7 separate regions of the Mus musculus genome follow, and regions 2, 3, 4, 5, 6 and 7 are each linked to region 1. The links are chromatin contacts, called in public ChIA-PET, Hi-C, HiChIP or PLAC-seq and promoter capture Hi-C maps. All regions are on one chromosome and are shown on one strand. The core of a region is the stretch at or near the end of the contact, and the rest is flanking DNA. Distances in the headings are between cores, read along the strand shown. Region 1 holds the start of Cep350 (centrosomal protein 350). Region 2 holds the start of Ralgps2 (Ral GEF with PH domain and SH3 binding motif 2). Region 3 overlaps Gm41980 (a long non-coding RNA gene). Region 4 holds the start of Ier5 (immediate early response 5). Region 5 holds the start of Stx6 (syntaxin 6). Region 6 holds the start of Fam20b (family with sequence similarity 20, member B). Region 7 holds the start of Tor3a (torsin family 3, member A).

The links. A called contact is a pair of places that touch in the nucleus more often than the background predicts. ChIA-PET counts read pairs in DNA pulled down with a chosen protein or histone mark. HiChIP or PLAC-seq counts read pairs in DNA pulled down with a chosen protein or histone mark. Capture Hi-C pulls out chosen DNA fragments and counts their contacts.
Region 2: a contact with region 1 is called in an H3K27ac HiChIP or PLAC-seq map of regulatory T cells, with 5 times the contacts expected there. The contact joins the promoter of Ralgps2 here to the promoter of Cep350 in region 1. A contact is called at or near these places in 2 of 484 Hi-C or Micro-C datasets (CD4 T cells and CD8 T cells) and 1 of 115 datasets of contacts at active chromatin or transcription factors (regulatory T cells).
Region 3: a contact with region 1 is called in a Hi-C map of CD8 T cells, with 2.5 times the contacts expected there. The contact joins the enhancer-like site here to the promoter of Cep350 in region 1. A contact is called at or near these places in 1 of 39 promoter capture datasets (the C10 cell line), 3 of 484 Hi-C or Micro-C datasets (CD4 T cells and CD8 T cells) and 1 of 115 datasets of contacts at active chromatin or transcription factors (regulatory T cell precursor).
Region 4: a contact with region 1 is called in an RNA polymerase II ChIA-PET map of memory CD8 T cells, with 41 read pairs. The contact joins the promoter of Ier5 here to the promoter of Cep350 in region 1. A contact is called at or near these places in 2 of 484 Hi-C or Micro-C datasets (CD4 T cells and CD8 T cells) and 4 of 115 datasets of contacts at active chromatin or transcription factors (the SCID.adh cell line, memory CD8 T cells, pancreatic cancer cells and 1 more).
Region 5: a Hi-C map of regulatory T cells shows a contact between it and region 1, with 9 times the contacts expected there. The contact joins the promoter of Stx6 here to the promoter of Cep350 in region 1. A contact is called at or near these places in 3 of 484 Hi-C or Micro-C datasets (hematopoietic stem and progenitor cells, regulatory T cells and uterus) and 1 of 115 datasets of contacts at active chromatin or transcription factors (embryonic limb bud).
Region 6: a promoter capture Hi-C map of liver shows a contact between it and region 1. The contact joins the promoter of Fam20b here to the promoter of Cep350 in region 1. A contact is called at or near these places in 1 of 39 promoter capture datasets (liver), 1 of 484 Hi-C or Micro-C datasets (embryonic stem cells), 1 of 115 datasets of contacts at active chromatin or transcription factors (memory CD8 T cells) and 2 of 9 other capture datasets (adipose tissue and liver).
Region 7: a contact with region 1 is called in an H3K4me3 HiChIP or PLAC-seq map of bone marrow-derived macrophages, with 7 times the contacts expected there. The contact joins the promoter of Tor3a here to the promoter of Cep350 in region 1. A contact is called at or near these places in 2 of 39 promoter capture datasets (liver and neutrophils), 3 of 484 Hi-C or Micro-C datasets (CD4 T cells, CD8 T cells and LSK cells), 8 of 115 datasets of contacts at active chromatin or transcription factors (bone marrow-derived macrophages, double positive thymocytes, embryonic stem cells and 5 more) and 2 of 9 other capture datasets (adipose tissue and liver).

Annotation. Positions count from the first base shown.
Region 1 is chr1:155,972,002-155,974,508 of GRCm38.p6, reverse strand. It overlaps Cep350 (centrosomal protein 350), which reads left to right and starts at 1,254. Exons shown (of 38, transcript NM_001039184.1): 1 at 1,254-1,660.
Region 2 is chr1:156,938,374-156,940,880 of GRCm38.p6, reverse strand. Ralgps2 (Ral GEF with PH domain and SH3 binding motif 2) reads left to right here and starts at 1,255. Exons shown (of 19, transcript NM_001159967.1): 1 at 1,255-1,392. It overlaps 4930439D14Rik (a long non-coding RNA gene), which reads right to left and starts at 2,087. Exons shown (of 2, transcript XR_003948625.1): 1 at 1,823-2,087; 2 at 686-1,754.
Region 3 is chr1:155,026,864-155,029,370 of GRCm38.p6, reverse strand. Gm41980 (a long non-coding RNA gene) reads left to right here. Exons shown (of 6, transcript XR_001779499.2): 4 at 498-553. Among named protein-coding and RNA genes, the nearest start is that of Gm41977, 7.0 kb to the right of the region's middle. Within about 2 kb of position 1,255, at least 140 of the 459 cell types and tissues checked have an H3K27ac peak or open chromatin away from gene starts, as enhancers often do. A contact at or near this core is called in CD8 T cells and regulatory T cell precursor, where this site is marked.
Region 4 is chr1:155,098,381-155,100,887 of GRCm38.p6, reverse strand. It overlaps Ier5 (immediate early response 5), which reads left to right and starts at 1,252. Exons shown (of 1, transcript NM_010500.2): 1 at 1,252-2,507. The coding sequence starts at 1,458. The coding sequence ends at 2,384.
Region 5 is chr1:155,157,451-155,159,957 of GRCm38.p6, reverse strand. It overlaps Stx6 (syntaxin 6), which reads right to left and starts at 1,255. Exons shown (of 8, transcript NM_021433.3): 1 at 1,031-1,255. The coding sequence starts at 1,065.
Region 6 is chr1:156,717,655-156,720,161 of GRCm38.p6, reverse strand. It overlaps Fam20b (family with sequence similarity 20, member B), which reads left to right and starts at 1,252. Exons shown (of 8, transcript NM_145413.4): 1 at 1,252-1,296.
Region 7 is chr1:156,673,087-156,675,593 of GRCm38.p6, reverse strand. Tor3a (torsin family 3, member A) reads left to right here and starts at 1,255. Exons shown (of 6, transcript NM_023141.2): 1 at 1,255-1,508; 2 at 1,948-2,064. The coding sequence starts at 1,289.

The sequences.
Region 1 (2,507 bases), core at 5-2,504:
GTAAATTTCACTTTTCTTTTTATTACATGTATGTATGTATGTATGTATGTAATCATACATGTCTTCTCATGCACCTGCACGCAATGCAGATCAGAGGACACCTTAGAGGAATCTGCTCTCTTGGTCCACCATTCTGGGTCCGGGGATCAAACTAAGATCGCCAGGCGTGGTGGCAATTCCCTTTACCTGCTAATCCATTTCCCTGCCGCAGTTCCACCTTTCAAATCTTTTTCTTGCTACTGCTTGCGTACTCGGGATCTCCACAACTCTCATTCTTTGCTGAAGTGCTGTTCTCAGGGAGGGTGTATACATTGACATATGTGCAGGACTTTTGTACATTCACGTAGTTCCTGCTGAGGCGCGGCTGTCTTATGGGGAGGATCAGTTATTGTCGTCTGCTTTTATTGATATGGTCAAGGTAGCGAACATTTATTGAACATCTACAGTGTTGTAGTTACTGTGCCAGGCCCTACTGGGTATACATAGAAAAAGGAGACTTTAAGACACCCATGGTACTTTAGATGAGAAATAATTTCGAGGCAAAGTAACTATCGGAGCCCAGAAGGTGGAGAGCTTAGCTGCAGTGAGCACCTAGCGGAAGGTGTCAGGCATTATTCGCAGAAAAGCTGTCCTTTACAGTCTTGACAGACGATAAAATTCACCAAGCGGAGGCTGGTGACAAAGACAAAGCTAAGAGAAAATATGTTGACCCCAGAGGGCTTCTCAAACCACAACACCGAAGGGAAAGGAAACGTAGTTTTTGCTTGTTTTGGAAAGAGCTTAAGCCATCAGTGTGCGTGCTGAACAGAACTGTAAACCCCTGGCCAATGAGAGGGCCGCAGTGACAGCAGCGAGCAGCCGCAAAGCTGCGGTTACTCCGATCCGCCTAGAGTGACGATTCCTTCTGAATCGTCTGCCGGGTCCCGGATCCCTGGGTCACCCTTGTCAAGTCCTCAGCGTGTTTTGGCTCGGGGGTGACCCGCTCAGCCAGAAGGCCCAATTAGCGTCAAAGGGAAGGGGGTGGTCTCCTCTGCGGATAGACTCTGGCTCCTCCCGAGTCCCGCCGAGCTCCCAAAGCGCCACACCAAAGATGGCTTCCCCGCATCCTCTAGCCTCGGGTCCGATCGCGCTCCTCCGTCGGCCACACTCAACATGGCTGGCCTTCACCCAGGGTTGCATTCCTGCGGAACCGTCTCCGGACAGTTCTCGCGAGGTTTGGCGAGTCTCTCTCCCCCCCCCCCCGCCCTCTCCCTCCCTGACTGCTCCCGCCCTGCCTCGCGCCGCCGCCACCGCCACTGCCGCCGGCGCCGCTCCTCCTCCGTGTCAGTTGTTGAGCTGTAATGGCGACTGGGCCGCCGCTGCCGAAGTGACTCCCGGGGCGGGGGAGCGGGGCCGGACCTGCGCCTGAGAGGACTGCGGAGAGCCGCAGCTCGGGAGGGGGCTCGCGGCGGGGCAGAGGAAGGCCGCCTCTGCGCCTCTCCTTCCTTGCCTGCCGCCCGGCGGATCCCGGGAGCCGGGGCGAGGCGGGCACCCGGTGCGTCCCCGGAGCGGGGAGGCCAGGCCGGGCAGCCCTGGGGCCGGTCGGGGCGGCGTCACTGCACCCTCCGCCAGGCCCCGCGGGATGCACCGTGGGAGCCGAGGGCGGAGGCGACACTCTCAGGTGAGCTGCGGGGAGACCTGGCGGAGCCTGCTCCGCCTCGGATGTCTCTGTCCGCGGTCCCAGGTCCCCGAGGTGGCCAGAGAGGCGGGGCGGGGCCCCCCTGGCACTGCCTGACGTCCCCCCCGGGGACCCTCCTTGGGTCCCGAGACTTTTCCTGGAGGGTCATCCTGAGACCTGGGCTCCCGGACCTACTGGTGCCCACGGAAGACAAGATTTCTTTGCTTACCTGCCAGTGTCGCCCTCAGCACCCTCGCCCCTCCTCTTGTCTGCATAGAGTTAAGCCACCTCTCACCTTTGGTCTCCGAAGTGTCCCTTCTTCGTTTGGAGATCGAGCATATTTTGGGAAATTCCGGGGCACTAGCTCCAGTGTCAGGAACAGTTTCTGTTCCTTTTCCTGGGTGTAATATTCTCAAAGTGCAGTATGGGGAAAACTTTGATCACCTCCAGTCCAGCAGCAGTTGTTGAATGGAGTCCACCGGCTTATTCACACATGATTGGGTGGAGAGGGGGTGACATTTAACAAGCCTTACACGTTGGAAGTTGTCACTTTCCCTCCCCTCCCCCCTCTTTTAAATTCAGACTAATATGCTAAATCATATTTAGTTAATGTCACAGATACAGGCAGAAATTTGCCAGGGTTTTAGTTTTCAAGTTCGGAACTTGCAAATAGGTATAGATTTTTTTTTAAATGGATTTTTTGATGTTGTAACAAATGTTTCATTTGGGGGGAAAAAATAGGCCCTTAGGAATAGTGGTCGGTATCCATGTACTCTACTTAATTGTTTTGCTGGTGTTTCTTGTTTTGAAATTGGAGAAGTCGTTAGTGTTGCCATGTTAACCTGCTCCC
Region 2 (2,507 bases), core at 6-2,505, 970 kb before region 1:
AAGTGAAAACTGCATCTAAGTAATTCTCCTGGAGCCTTTTGGTCACTAGTGTTCCTTAGCCCCGCCCCCTTTTCATTAGTCTACGCTCAGTTGAAGATTTCTGACAGGCTTTTCTTCTTTTTGGTTTCTGTGCATCTATTGGAGAGACTTCCAACTTAAAACGGAATAAAAAACCAGCACTGGGCTTTATCGCTTTTCCTTGCTTCGTTTTTATCTTCCACCTACTTTTGCATGGGCATGTTTTAACCAAGGGGATGAAGGAGCGTTCTTCTACCTTCTCCACAGAAGGGAACAGTGGTCAAAAGGGACAGTGTTTAACTTTCTTCTGCATAAAAGAATCCACTGTTTTGATTAGTTATTATAGGGAAAAAGGAAATCAAAACGAATTTGGTCCCTTCACAATCTACACTCAGTGCTGCTATAGAACTGTCCCTCCACCCTCCACTGCACATTGCCTAGAAAAGGATCGCATCTATTCCCGAATGACCTAATGATTACACCAAGGTGGCTCACTGAAAACCTTCCACTAAGTCACACTGCATCAAATGGTGCTAAGTTTAAGTAGGCCACCTAGGTGCACCCCAAGAAACAACACCCTTCTATTCCCTTTCATTCACAGGAAAAATTTCACCTTTTAGAATCACGTTCCCGCAATGGCGTGAAAATACAGTCCACCTGAAACTCATCAATCCGGGACTAGGGGATCCCAAATATTGTTATTTGCTCCTTAAACCACCGGCAGCCACCCTGCTTAACACCTAGAGGCCGACCCAACACTTCCGGCATGATGATGTGCTAGAGTGCAGACTCCATCATTTAAGATCCCACGGCTGTGGGGTGACTCTTCACATTTGCAGTCCCCCTCCACTTGTCCGCCACGACTCCTAAGGACGCCGCCCTCACGGGCTGGGTATTTGATCTGGGGGCCAAGCGTTTCCAGACTTTTGTCCTCTGGCCCGAGCGGGGAGCAACGCCCGCGTCCCAGGCGCCAACGAGACCCGTGCGGGGAGCAGCCGCGGGGCCCCACCTGTCCGTCCTGAACCCTGCGGCTCGTCCTTGCGGCCGGTGCTGCGCCTGCGGCTGGGGCACGCGCCTCGGACACCGGTACGGGGCGGCAGTTGGCCTCGGGGGGCATAGCCCGGCGCCCGCAGACTGCGCCGAGACCCCGGCGACCCGGCGTTCCCGGCCGCGCGAGCGCGCTCGGTTGGTGCGCGCGCCGCTCCGCCCCGCCCGCCCGGCGCGCGCCCCCTGCGCGGCCGGGGTGGATCCAGCGCACTCCCCTCCCCCGAGCGCCGGCGGCAGGCGCTGAATGAGAGACGCCGACTGCTCGGTTGGGCGAGCGATTGCCTCGGAGCCGCGGGCGAAGCGGAGGCGACGGCCGCGGCTGCACAGGTCGGCGTGGCGTGCGGGCGTGTGGGGAGGCGCGGGCAATGGCGGCGGCGGCCGCGGTGCGCGGCGCGGGAGGGCGGGCTGCGGGTCGCTCGCGGTCCCGCGGTGGCGGAGGCCCCGGCGTCGCCTCAGCCTCTCAGGTGAGCCGGGGCCGGGCCCCGCCGCGCCAGCCACACCCCCTCTCGGCCGGGGCGCCTGCACCCCCGTCACCGAGCCGAGGCGGGTGACCTGTTGCGGGGCCGAACCGCCCGCGGAGCGCGGGGTGAGCGGCGCCGCGGCGGCGGAGGCCGCGTGCGGACACGGAGGGGGGTCCCGCACCGCCGCGCTAGCTGCCCGCAGCGCCTGGGATTCCTTTGCTGTGTGGGCTTAGGCGGGCTCGTAAACACCGGGCTCGGGGAGGCGATGGGGAGCTGACCTGGAAGGGAGCCCGGACCTGTGCGCTGCCGCCGCGGCTCCCCGCCCCCCTCGAAGCGCTTTTCCTGCCGCCGTGTGCGGTGTAGACGCAGGCGGGTTTCAGGGTGCGTGGGCGTGTTTGGGAAGAAGCTGCGAGCTGATAGGAGGTACCTTAGTGCGAATGTTAATTTGTTTGAGCTGGGAGGGGTGAGGGAGGAGGAAGAAAGGGGCCTGTTGGTGGCCGTGGAGGAGGGGCGTTTGCAACCCCAAATCCCTCTGCAGAAAGCGCTCTCCACCGAAAGCATCCAGCGTCTTTTGTTTAAGATCGGAGGATGAAAGCACGGGCGGCAGTTAATTGAGCCTTTCCTCGTAGGTGCTCTGCATCCCCTCCCCACCCCCACACCCCGTCTTAGTACGCTGAAGTAGCTATAGAGCTTTGTTTCGGTGTTGGTGTTTGTTTATGAGTTGACTTTGGCGTTGTTTATGTAATGTTTACCATCCGGTGTACTCGAGGTCGTGTGTCTTTGAAGATGACCATTCGAATTTTGTGGAACTTTTCATTCCTTGCATGAGAGAGTACCGCAGTGCCACAGTTCGTTAACTTGCAAACTGTAAAAGCCTGTCCCACCCAGATATGATTGTTCGGGCTGTAGCATCATAAATGTAGTAAGTGTAATACTGTTACTGCAGGAGTGGGATTTGTAACCAAACAGTATTATTTTAAT
Region 3 (2,507 bases), core at 6-2,505, 950 kb after region 1:
GCGGCACAGGGAGACAATTCTATCTTCCTGTGGCGAGGGGGCGCAGACTCAGGTGTTAGCATTCATAGCAGCCGGAGCGGAGCAAGCCTCCGTAGCTGGGACACCGAACTGCCTGCCGGGGATCAGGAAGGCCGAGGGGCAAAGGTGGCTTGTGGGGAACTGCAGGAACTCTGGCCGAAACGTGGGGGCATCCAGTAAAGATGCGGCTAGGTGTGGGTGGGCAGGAAGAGTTAGGCGTTAGGGGGCTGAGAAGGAGGGGCAGGAGGGACCAGCCGTGGGGGGAGGGCTTTCTAAGTCCGAGGGAGTAGGGTCTAAGAGCAGGCTTTCTCTAGGTCATTCCCACATGCAGGTGAGCCGGGAAGACCAGCTGCTGGTCTTTCCAGTTGTCAGTGGCAGGGGAAGCCCAAGTTTCCATGCAGGGGGATTGCTGGTTCTGCTGACAGGCACCCCGTGCTTCCTGTTTCCTGATTGTAGAGAGAGCTATGTTTTTCCTCCAGGGAAAGAGGAAGTAGTCCCACAGCTGTCCCAGTAGCGGCTTCTGAGGTTCACCAAGGTATGTCCCTGGTTGTCTATTGGGCCTTTGAGTCCCTGTCCAAGATCCCAAGCCCATTGGGCAGTGAAAAAGGTTTTCTTTGTCTTACCAACTTCTAGGCCAGTATTTCCCAACTGTGATTAAAAGGAGCACCACCTAGGGAGTTATAAATAACCCTCGTGCCCAGGCAACAACCAAGACCAATTGAACAGAGTCTGAGGGGGAGAGCGTATTTGAAAGCACCCTGGAAGATTGCAGGGTACAGCCAAGCTTGGCAATCTCAAGTCCAAGTCCATGTTCCCGTAAATGGTGCTATTAACAATGGAGCAGGTGTTCCTGATGTCCTGAAAATGTGGCAAGGCCAGTCCAGGCTTCAGGGAAGGGCTTAGCAGGGGGAAAGGTCATTACCGATGTGAACAGCTTCTTAGTTACAAAATTGTCTACTTCCTCCTTGTCAGACAGCTGTGGACACCTGGACTGGACCCTTGTCCCTGTTCTCTAGGGTTGGGACAATTCCACACACACACCTGTTCTTATCTCTAGAACAGATTCAGGCTATGGTTCGAGTGTGTAGCTCGGACTGTTAAGCTAGCATACGGGAAAGCTGAGTGACTTTAGCCACCTACTCCAGATTTTCTCTCCCCAGGTTGGAGGTTGTGTTCAGGGTACCAGCACGGTCTGGTTCTAATGAGGGCTTGCTCATTTCCTGGCTTGCAGACAGCAGCTTTCTGCTCGTATCTTCAAAAGACAGAGGAAACTCTGGTTTCTCTTCGGAAGGTTAATCCTTCCAGACTCCAGTCTCCTCATGACCTCACTTAGAGTTAATAATCTTCCAAAGGGGTCCATGGAATCAGGGAGAGAGTACGGATGTCTTTCCTCTATACTTGTAGTGTGTGTGTGTGTGTGTGTGTGTGTGTGTGTGTGTGTGTGTGTGTGTGTGTGTGTGTGTACACGAGTCTCATTGGCCGCACAGGCTACCTGAGAGGGAGGAAGTGGGAGGAGTGGGTGGCTGCTCTTCTTGGCTGATCTCTGGAGACCTGCCTGCAGGTCTTGCAGTTGTGCACGCCCACCACACTGCCTGTCACCTCAGATGGATGATCAAGTCATACAGATGCATCCTCAGTACTTCTGGCTCCGCCTCCGTGGGCGGCGCCTCCCTGGCTTAGCAAGTCTGTGCTTTGATATTGAACTGCTTTTCTTTGCTCTGGGTGATTTCTTCATCACTGCCACTCATTAGTGTTCTTTGTTCCCCACAATTCGCTGGGGTTTACATAATGCTACTCGATTTATGTATTTTAATGCACACATTCTCATTTCGTTTCATTCAGGGAACAGGAACGAGGGTCCAGTCCAGGTGCCCACAGCTGTCTGGCAGGGAGGAAATACACAGAAGCAGTTCACACTTGTAATGACCTTTCCTTTGTACTTTTCCTTTTAAATAACTTTTTGTTTTATTTAGGCTGTGCACGGTTTCATAACTTACATCTTTTTAAAAAATCAATAATTATTAGCTATTCCTTTATATCTCTAAGGATCCTGAATATTTTTTCTTTTTTTAAAAAAGACTTATTTATTTTATGTATGTGAGTATACTATTGCTGTTTTCAGACACACCAGAAGAGGGCATCAGATCTCATTACAAATGGTTGTAAGCTGCCATGTGGTTGCTGAGAATTGAACTGAGGACCTCTGGAAGTCAGTCAGTGCTCTTAATCGCTGACCCATGTCTCCAGCCCTATATTTTTTTCATAACATCTATCACTACTTGGCATATTATCCTTCCCACAGTGTGTGTGTGTGTGTATGTGTAAATGTATGCGCCAGTGTGTATGCATGTGTATGTGTGTGTTTGTGAATGTGTATATGTGTGTGAGTGTGTATATGTGTGTGCATAAGTATGTGTATGTGTGAGAGTGTGTATAGTGTGTATGTGTGTATGTATTTGTGGGTAGAACAGATGATGTCACGTGTCTTG
Region 4 (2,507 bases), core at 3-2,502, 870 kb after region 1:
TAATAGTGGCCAAAGTTAGCATCCCCCAAACCATCAGATCTGAAGGCATCCTGGTTGTGAACTGGCTCTTAATCAAGCCTACCTCTCACTAGTATTTCTTCCATGTAAATGGCCAAACCTATTGTAGGGTCAGGCAAACCTTTCACATAGACACCGTGTAAGCTGTGGTTAACTTTATTATTTAGATTGACTCTGAGAGTTGCCATTTATCTTCTGTGTAATAAAGAAGGTGTATCTGTGATTTCTTCATTTTATATTTGAAACTTCAGGGCCATAAGGCAATTTACAGAGCCATCAGGCACCAGTACAATCTTGTCATGGTCCTTCTGACAGGGATTTGCAAGACTCAGTGGATGGGACTACATTGACTGACCAGAAAAATTTTAGGAACCCTCCCCCCATACTTGACAAAAAACAATTTACATAATCAACATGGGAAACCAGAACTTATTTGTATTTTTAGAACTTACTAGATTTCCCCCAAAATAGATCAGTTACTTATTGTGTGTGTGTGTGGGGGGGGGGTATTAAACAAACAGACAAACAAAGAAAACCATTGTGGAGAAATAGGTAACATCTTCCATTTAAAATATGTGATAACTGAGAATCTGGGGAACGAAATGAAAGATGCCAGCTTTAGGTGAGAACAAACAACGTTGTACCTGAATTCTGTTCCTTCATAAGGCAGAAGCTTGGGTATTTCTAGAACGTTCCCTTTTGTTTGTAGTTAAATGCTGAGTATAACGCTAATGGGAAAGGGGCTAACTCCAACATAATATCTCAAATATATCGTGCTAGTTGTCATATATTGTCATCGCTTCCATTTCTGCCAAGAATGACCAGAAATTACAGCTGAAACAGCTATGAGCAGCTGGAAATTGTGTATGAAAGGAACTGAATTTTATTGTGCAGTAGATTCCAGCACACTAAACGAATGAAAGTTCCAGTCAGTGTGCTAAGGTACATCACAAAGCGGAATCCCTTACTACATACAGTTCTGTGGGCCTCGTTCTCCTCTATCAACGCCTCTGAACACAAATCCCACCGCACATGATCAATGGGCTGCCTGCAATCTCCCCCTTTAAGAGCTTGCTCCGCGGGACTAACGTTTGAACAGGCCCTGGGGCCCCTCCTCTGCCTCTGATTGGTCGGGGGCGGAGCACGAGGCACATCTGCCCGCCCAGAACGGTTAGCGGCGCTTTGTGATTGGCGTTCGAGGAGCATATATAAGGTGCAGTGTGGCCCCGCAGCGCTCAGTTTAGAGTCCGGCTCAGAACGGTTCTGTTGTCTGAAGGGAAGCGGCGGAGGGGGACTACGCGTCACCAGGTCTTTTCTCCACCGAGCTTTCAGACGCCGAGGGTACAACCACAGAGGAAGACCTGATCCCGCCTACAGCTCCTCTCGCAGCTTCAGAAGGCAAGCAGGCGTTCACCCTATCGTCTGGAAGCGAAGGCAGGATGGAGTTCAAGCTGGAGGCTCACCGCATCGTCAGCATCTCCCTGGGCAAGATCTACAACTCGCGGGTCCAGCGCGGCGGCATCAAGCTGCACAAGAACCTCTTGGTGTCGTTGGTGCTGCGCAGCGCCCGCCAAGTCTACCTGAGTGACCCCTGCCCTGGCCTCTACCTGGCTGGCCCTGCGGGGACCCCGGCGGTGCCGCCGCCTCAGCAGCCTGGAGAGCCTGTAGCCGGGCCACCCTCCGGCTGGGGAGAGCCGCCCCCGCCGGTCGCCCGTGCCGCCTGGCCGGAGCCCGAGCCTCAGCCGCAGCCTCAGCCTCAGCGTCCCTCCGTGTGCCACACGCCCGGAGCGGGAAGCTCAGAACCGGTGGCCGCGGTGGCCGGATCGGGGGAAGCTCTCCGGGGCGGAGAGGAGGACTCGGCGGCAGCTGCTTGGGGCCGCGTGGAGCGTCCGCGCGCGGCGTCTTCAGGAGGTGGCTCGGACGCGTGCCCCGAGGGGCCCCGGGCAGTGCGCCGCCCGTGCGGCTGTCCCCCGGCCGTGGAGGAGCGGTCCTCCGAGGACGGGTCCCCCGCGCCACCCGCCCCGTGTCCCAGGAAGCGTGGCGCAGCGGGAGTGGGTGGCGGCCGCGCGAGCTGCTCGGCACCCGGCTCTACCCCTCTCAAGAAGCCGCGCCGGAACTCGGAGGAGCAGCCAGTCACCGGCGAGGACGACACCGACGAGGAGATGGAGACCGGGAACGTGGCAAACCTCATCAGCATCTTCGGGTCTAGCTTCTCGGGACTCCTACGGAAAAGCCCCGCAGGCGGCCGAGAGGAAGAGGAGGCGGAGGAGGGCGGCCCGGAAGCCGCCGAGCCGGGGCAGATCTGCTGCGACAAGCCGGTGCTGAGAGACATGAGCCCCTGGAGCACAGCCATCGTGGCCTTCTGAGCCCCCGGGACCCGAGTGGCTGGAGCTTGAGCAGCGGGAGTCCCCGAAGTGCGGCCGGGGCCTCTCCCGGCCGCGAGGACGAGCCGAGACCGTAGGCGCTGGGCGCGTAGGGGAGACTGGTTG
Region 5 (2,507 bases), core at 6-2,505, 810 kb after region 1:
CAAGGGAGTTACACAGAGAAACTCTGTCTCAAAAAGCCAAAAAAAAAAAAAAAAGCAGTCATAATATATTTGATTGTGCATTGACTGTACACACCAAGGATAGTAAAGTATCTCATTTTAAGTTTCCCAGGACTCTTAAATACAAAAACAAACACCCACACAACTGGTCAGCTTTTACCACTATACAAGTAAGATGCAAGTAGCAACTAGTTAAAAGCAAAGAACACTTTGCAGTCAGTAGAACTTACTCTGTCTTAACTTCGCAGTTCTCAGATTTTTGACATTTCTCTGACATTCAAAGCATAAAACTGACACATTATTAGAAATAAGTTGCGACATCATAATTGCGCTTTCTTGCTTTTGTGTAATGGCTACAAAGTTGATACAACAAAGTGCAATTGATGTTTTCATCTCCCAACAGATAAACAAAGATGGAGTCAGGACAGTTCTGTCGCAAAACGAGGGCAGTAGGCTTCTAAAAAGGCAGAACGTGAAGTGAGGGAAACCTGTCAAACACCCAGGATGAAACCAAGGAGTTCAATAGAAACACTCATTTCCTTCGACACGGTGGGAAAACCCCGGTGGCTCACAAGAAACCCTCGGAAAGTTTGGTTTGGCTGATTGCATATTGTTTTCCTTCCAACATCAGCACCCGGCCTGGAGGACTTTTCCTCCCCCGGGAAAGCGCGCGTCCTCCCGCACCGGCTCCCGCACCCGCTGGACACTACCGGGCAAGCCGCGGGGTGGCCGTCCCGAGCTAGCTCCACGACTCCACAATGGAGCTCGCCCCCGCGCACGCCCACTCCAAGAGGGCCATTTCCCTTTTCCTGCCCAGATGCTGTCGGCCGGCTCCGGCGCGTCGCTCCCCACCTGCGGCGCGCGACCCCGAGGAAGTGGCGGTGCGGGCCGATAGTGGGACCCCAGGGGCCCGGCCCCAAACGACGCGCGGTGTCCGAGCACAGAGGCTGTGTCGCCCTGCCTCGATTTCCCTCCCCTCTCTCTGAGGCGGGAGTCCTCGGCCCACACTCACCCCTTCACTACAAAGAAGGGGTCCTCCATGGACATGGCGCCCGGCCCGGCAGCCCGAGCCCTCCCTGAGGTCTACCGTGGCCAGCGCCTCGGCCGGGGCGACCCGGAGCAGCAGTGCGCGCAGACCCGGGTGCCCGTCGGCCGTCGGTCCAGCAGTCGGTCAGCGCCGCGGGTCGAATCCCACTCCAAGCCGGCCCCCACGGCAGCCTCCTCCCCCGGCACCTCCGGCGTCTGGCCCCGCCCCCAGAACCTTCGCCACTACCAATCATGGACGCGTACCGCAGCCTCACTTCCGCACTCAGGCTCACGTGACCCAGATCGCCCAGGCCCTGCGCCGGAGAGGGGCGGAGCCTAGCTTGCGTCACTAGGCCCGAGAGGCGGGGCTCTGGATAGTGGGGGCGGTCTTCTGCTGCCTGGAGAAGGCAATGAGGATTTTAAGAAAGCTGTTGCTGTGTCTGATTTGCATAGACCTTTTACCTTTTCTCTACTTTTAATACTTGCTTTTAACTCCCTGTGATTTACATGCCCATCTAATCATCGTCTTGCACTAAAGGATTCTCAAAAGATCTGATTATGGTAAGGTCTTAGGTCATGCAGTGTGTAAAGGCTGTATAAACATCCTCAATCAATACTCTTTTGGAGGACGATCCTACTGTTTCTAATTTGTTAGAGACTTCATTCTTTCCTGTACAGGGTCACACAACCCCAGACACACAGATCCACAGATCCCGGACATTTGTACTTCATTCTGAAAGCAAAGAAGGAGCCAGACGGGATCACTTCCTTTCAACTACGATTGCAGAACATCCAGAGCATTTTATATGGCACAATTAGACACACTGTGCGTAACTTCTTGGATGAGAACTGTGACCTTTGATTATTGATAATCACTGAGCAGTGACTGAGCATTGGACAGGATTCTAAGTTATCTCACTGTCACATTCCTATTATTTATCATCTTCATTTTATGAATGAGCTTGGACTCCGAGAGGTTACGTGACTTAGCCAAATTCTTTAGTCTCCTTGGAGCTTGCATCAAACAAATTCCCTTTGAACCTGAAGTCCCCCATTCAATTCCTCATCTTTAAGATGTAAGGTGGTGGTGGCACACACCATTAAGACCCGCACTCAAGGGGCAGAGGCAGATGGATCTCTATGAGTCTGAGGCCAGTCTGGTCTAATGAGCTAGTTCTAGGACAGCCAGGATGTGTAGGGGTGGAGTAGGAGGAATGTTATGTGAACTCTGAGGCCCCAATGCCGTCAGGGACCCCTGAAGGAAGCTGTTGTTTAGAGGACAGCAAGAGGACATGATAGAGGAAGGGAGGAGAAGAGAAGTGAGAAGCAAAAGTCAAAGACGCCAGGCTTCTCTGAACTCCTGAAGGAGCGGTGGGTGGCAGGTGTCGGGAAGGGGAGCTGCCGGGAGAGTTGCAGGCTTTGGCTACCTACCTACTGAAATTCAGAGATAAAATGTTCATTGA
Region 6 (2,507 bases), core at 3-2,502, 750 kb before region 1:
CCCTCACTAAGTCTTCTGGGGTAGGGTGTCAAGTCCAATAGTTTCTCTGGGTGTCCTGATCGAAAGTGCTACACACACACACACACACATTAAACTAACTTCACACAATAATTGTATTTTCTCCACACATTTACTATTTAAATCTCACCACAATCCTGTCAAGTAGGTACTGTGTTTAACTTCCATTTCCCAAGGAGCCTTATACTCAGAGGCACTACATGACATGCCCAGTGGCATACAGTGGGGGGTGGGAGGGAGGGAGAGAGAGAGGGAGAGAGAGAGAGATCGTTTCTTTCCCTCTTGAAAGAAATTCCTGCTTAGTCCCCAAACTCCCCCCCCCCCCGCACAAATCATATCCAATGTAGAACGTACACCATAATATTTTAGGGTCAAACAGACTACATGGAAGCTGTCTATATGGTGAATAAACGTATGCATTATACAGTAGCTACTGTGTGTGGAGTGGACACACGTTAAGGGGAGGAGCAGCTCATTGACTCTTCAGGAGCCTAGTGGGTGAGTGCAGGGCACTGGAAACCAAGTCGCGCTGGATTTGCCCTCTTAGGGCTTACAGTCCATTGCAAGGCACAAACATTAAAAAAAAAAAAGCTATTATAATAAAATAAACAGGATTTTGTTAAGAGCTACTGAAAAGGTACAGTAGGGGAGCTCTGCTCTGGGCCAAAGCTGGAGCGATTTCCAAGGTGGGAAGTCTGGCCTCTTTTGGTCAGGGAAGGGCACTTTGGGGCAGAATCTCCAAGGAGAAGTCAAGGCAGAGCGAAAGAAAGAAGAAATTATCTCTTCAGAATAGGACTTCACCTAGATGACTGCAGGAAAGAAATTGTGAAGGTAAGAGAGAAGCCAGAAGCTAGTTTATGTAAACAGGCTTGGAGAAATCCGCCGACGGTGTCTGCGGAGCCCAGCGCTGCAGGAATGAGGGTGAAAGGGTTAAAGGGGGCGGTCCGGAGCTGCCCGGTAGTCCCGCCTACCCGCAACGGGGGCGGAGCTGCGCCGGGTGCGCACTGGGATTGGCTGCAGGGAGGGCGTTCCGCTAGGACCGTACCAACAGCCAGGCAGCGCGGAGGCGGGGGTGGGTGTGGAGCGGCCGGCTCCGCGGGGAGCGGCGACCGGGGAATGGCCGGGCCGGCGGTGGGCGGGAGCCGCAGTGGTGGCGGCGGCGGCCCGGGGCGGTGAGTGCGGCGTGGGGCTGCCCCTCCCCGGAGGCGGCGGGGGCGGCCGGGGCCGCGCCTCACCGCACCGCGCGGGCGGCTATGGAGCGAGCCTGAGGCCCGCCAGGTGAGTGGCGCGGTTGGAGAGGGCGCGCGACCCCTCGCCCGGGAACGACGGGAAGGAGGGAGGGAGGGAGGGAAAGCGCGGGCGGCGGGGGGCGGGGCACCTCCCTCAGGGGCCGGATGCGGGGCTGCGGGCGATCGGGAGTCCTTGCGGTGACCGGTGCTCGCTGCTAAGGACGGTCCCCAGAGGCTCCTGGCCCTGGTGTCGCCCTTCTGTCACACGAAGCCGGTGTCGGCGGCCCGGCGGGCAGCGCGCTCTAGCTCGGTCCCTACGCCGCCCTCCTGGTGGCCGAGGAGCGCGCTCTCGCTGAGCCCCTACGGGGCCCGCTTGGTGGTCGGGGAGCGCGAGTGACCTGCAGGCCCTGGGCCGGAGAGGGCAGCGGTGTCCTGCGGTCGTGCGCTCAGAGCGCCAAGGGGCACAACTTAGGATGAGACTGTGCAGAGTGGGCTGCGCTGGCGGTTTCATTTCCGGGTGTGATGGCCCGGCGATTAAGAGCGAGCCCAGACGTTGCCTTGAAGATGAATGCGAACGTTGTCAAGCTGTGTCCTTGATTGTGGAGTCTGATAAGACATTCTTTTTAATCTGGAGTCAGTGATCTGTCAGGCTCCTGATAAAAACGAAGAAAAGGGGGGGGGGAACAACAGGGCGTGGATGGTCCTTATACAATTACTTCGTTTAAAGACTTATGTCTCCAGTAGGATGGGTAAGGCGTTTACAATTTGGGAAAAGGATATGTTTAACACTGTCACTTGGATCTAGGGCCAGGTGTGAGGGTCATCTCTACTCAGCCAGGTTCCCTCCGGAGATTTGATAGCTCACGTTGGAAGAAAGAAATAATGCGATCTTTTCACGATTGAGGTCTACGGCTTTATAATACAACCGAGAATCCGGAAAGTCAAGATTGTCAATAATTAACCATGCCTACATTGCTTGGGTTGTAATTTCACATTGAGCTCAATGTGCTTGCCATTCCCTGAATTTATGCAAGCCGGGTGAGCAAGCTGAAAGCACTTGTGCATGTTATCGTCCTGAGAAACAGGTTCAGGCATTAAAGATGCTAAATTATTTGCATAGGCTCTAAATCAATTTAGGGCAAATTTAAAATTATTGTATTAAATTAATAACTTTCTTAAAGTTTGTGAAGATGTTGGGTTTTGTGTCCCAGAACTGTTACCTGAAAACAAGATGCGGGTTCACATTAGAAAATACTTATC
Region 7 (2,507 bases), core at 6-2,505, 700 kb before region 1:
AAGTGAGTTCTAGGACAGCCAGGGCTACACAGAGAAACCTTGTCTCGAAAACAAAACAGGCAAACAAAAAATCCAAACAATAACAAAAACCCATAGTATGTTAGACTGTCATGCATGCTCAGATATTTATTTTACTTATTTACAAATTTTATTTATTTATTTTATTTATTTATTTACAACTAAGTGTAAAGAAGTGGGTCAGTTTCCTGCCACCTTGGCAAGCACCCGAGAGTTATCAAAGAAACAGTTTATTTGGTTCATAACCTTGAAGGTCAAGTTCACTACTTACAGACCTCTGGGAAAGGTGGGCAGAGTGCATCGTGGCGGGAGCAATTGGTAGAACAAAACTGCTCACCCACAATTCTCTTTCAAGAACATGCCCCCACCCCAGTAACCCAAAGACCTCCACTAGGGCTCACTTCTAATTTCCACCACCTTCCTCCTGATGCCAAGCTGGGAACCAAGCCTGAGTTTTTGGTGTTTTCTAAATATTGACAGGGTCTCACTATGTAACTGTAGCTGGCTTGGCACTCAGTATGTAGACAAGGCTAGCTTTGAACTCAGAGAGCTGTGCCTGCCTCTGCCTCTGCCTCCTGGTGCATCTGATCAGGTTTTAAAACCTAGCTATGCGTGGGCAAGTACTTAGCCTAACATCTGTAATTCTCACATGATACAATTTCCTCTTAACCCGGGGTTTTCCCGAACTCAAATACCATCCTACCCTACTTCTTGCTTCTGCTAGACTGGCATCCATGAAAGCCTGCTGCTGCTCACTGCTCTCTACTGTTTCATTTTCCTCTTTAGAGGACCAGGCCACCCAGCTCTCCACTGCTCACACTCTTCGGACTGCTTCTGCACCCAGCTGACTCCCCTGACAACAAAAAAACGCTCCCTGCTCAGACGGTTTCATCACCCTCCTGTTGGCAGAAAGCTGACCTACGAGGGCAGGGCACCAAAAGGGGTTCTTATGTGGGAGGCGCAGCTGAATGGCTGGCAGTGGCCATTTCGTGGCCACTTGAGGCCACAGGCATGCCCCAGAATAGCCTGCATCCCGAGGGGCAGACAGGGGCTCAGGATTCCTGCAGTCCGGGACACCAGTTTGAGTTTCATTTCGGATGGGTCTCTGGTCTGAATCGAAACTTGGTTCCATTAGGATGGGTTGCTCAGTCAGCCTCTGCGAGGGCGGAGCGGTCACCACGGCGACGCCAATCCTGGGCCGCGCCGGCTGGTGGGTGTCGATGAGTCCTGGGTCCCGGGACTCTTGGAGGCGGAAGCGCTCGCTCCGGTCATGTTTCTTGGCGCTCTCTGGTTGCTGCTGCTCCTGCCGCTGCGCCCCCCGGGAGCGCAGGGCCAGGAGGCCGACGAGCCCACCCCTTGGCCGAGCGTCAAAGGCCTGAAGGAGCAGCTGAGGAAGGCCGGTGCCCTCTCCAAACGGTACTGGGAGCTTTTCAGCTGCACCTTGTGGCCCGATCACTGTGAAGACCAGGAGACCCCCGTGCCGCCTCTGGGTAAGAGCGGTCCCCGCCGCCGACCCCTCGCTCACCTGCCAGTCTCACTCTTAAGCACTGCGTACTGCAGGCCTGCATCAGGGGCCTGGTCACTGCACCCCACCTCCGCACGACTCTAGGTGCAGCCCCTAGGGACAACTAAAGGTCTGGCTGCTCTGCCGCCCCTCACCTGCCCTGATTTCTCTAGACACTCAAGCCTCCCCATTCTTGCTCGCTTTATTGATGATGGTTTAAGGAAAGCCGTTTGTAGACATACTTGGTGATTGTCCCAACCCCAGATACTTTCACTTCTAAGGCTTAGAGAGGAAGCGCTGGGGCGTACGAGGGAACCTGGCTGTGAGTTGGGACCTGAACTCTGGTTTGGGCGCTGTCACACTGAGAAACCTCAGGACTGTCTCTCTTGTCCCTATCTTGCCATCTCATAGCATTTCCTTTCCAGGCTGGAGCCTTCCTCTGTGGGGCCGGCGGTCGCTGGATGTGCTCACTGCATGGCTCTGTCGCTTTCAGGACTGCTGCAGCGGCGGCGGCGATTGCAGGATCTCCAACAACTTGACAGGTTGGAGCTGACGTGATTTTCAGGGTTCAGGTATCTGGGGGAGGGGGTTGGTGAGTATGGAGAAGCGACTGGTGAGAAACCTACCCCTCACGGGTCTGCAATTATTTGAGGACCTCTCTGACAAGACTTTGAACTCCACGATTTCCAGAAAGGACACTCTCCAACAATAGGGACGACAAAACAGCAGCACTGATAGTGCCCTTAGCGGATGTTACATTATACCAACTAGGAAAAGTGCCCAAATACTTGCTATGTGGCTGTTTTCAAAATACTAGTCCTCAGGAGAGCCAGGCAAGTACTTCATCCCTCAGCCCTCCTGGGTTTTTGTTGTTTGTTTTGTTTGTTTGTTTTTTAGAGTATGGAGATACTTAGTGATTTGTTTATAAAAAGATTAAGAAGTTTAAGATATGTTCTATGGGGTTGTGGGGAGGTATGGAAAGGGG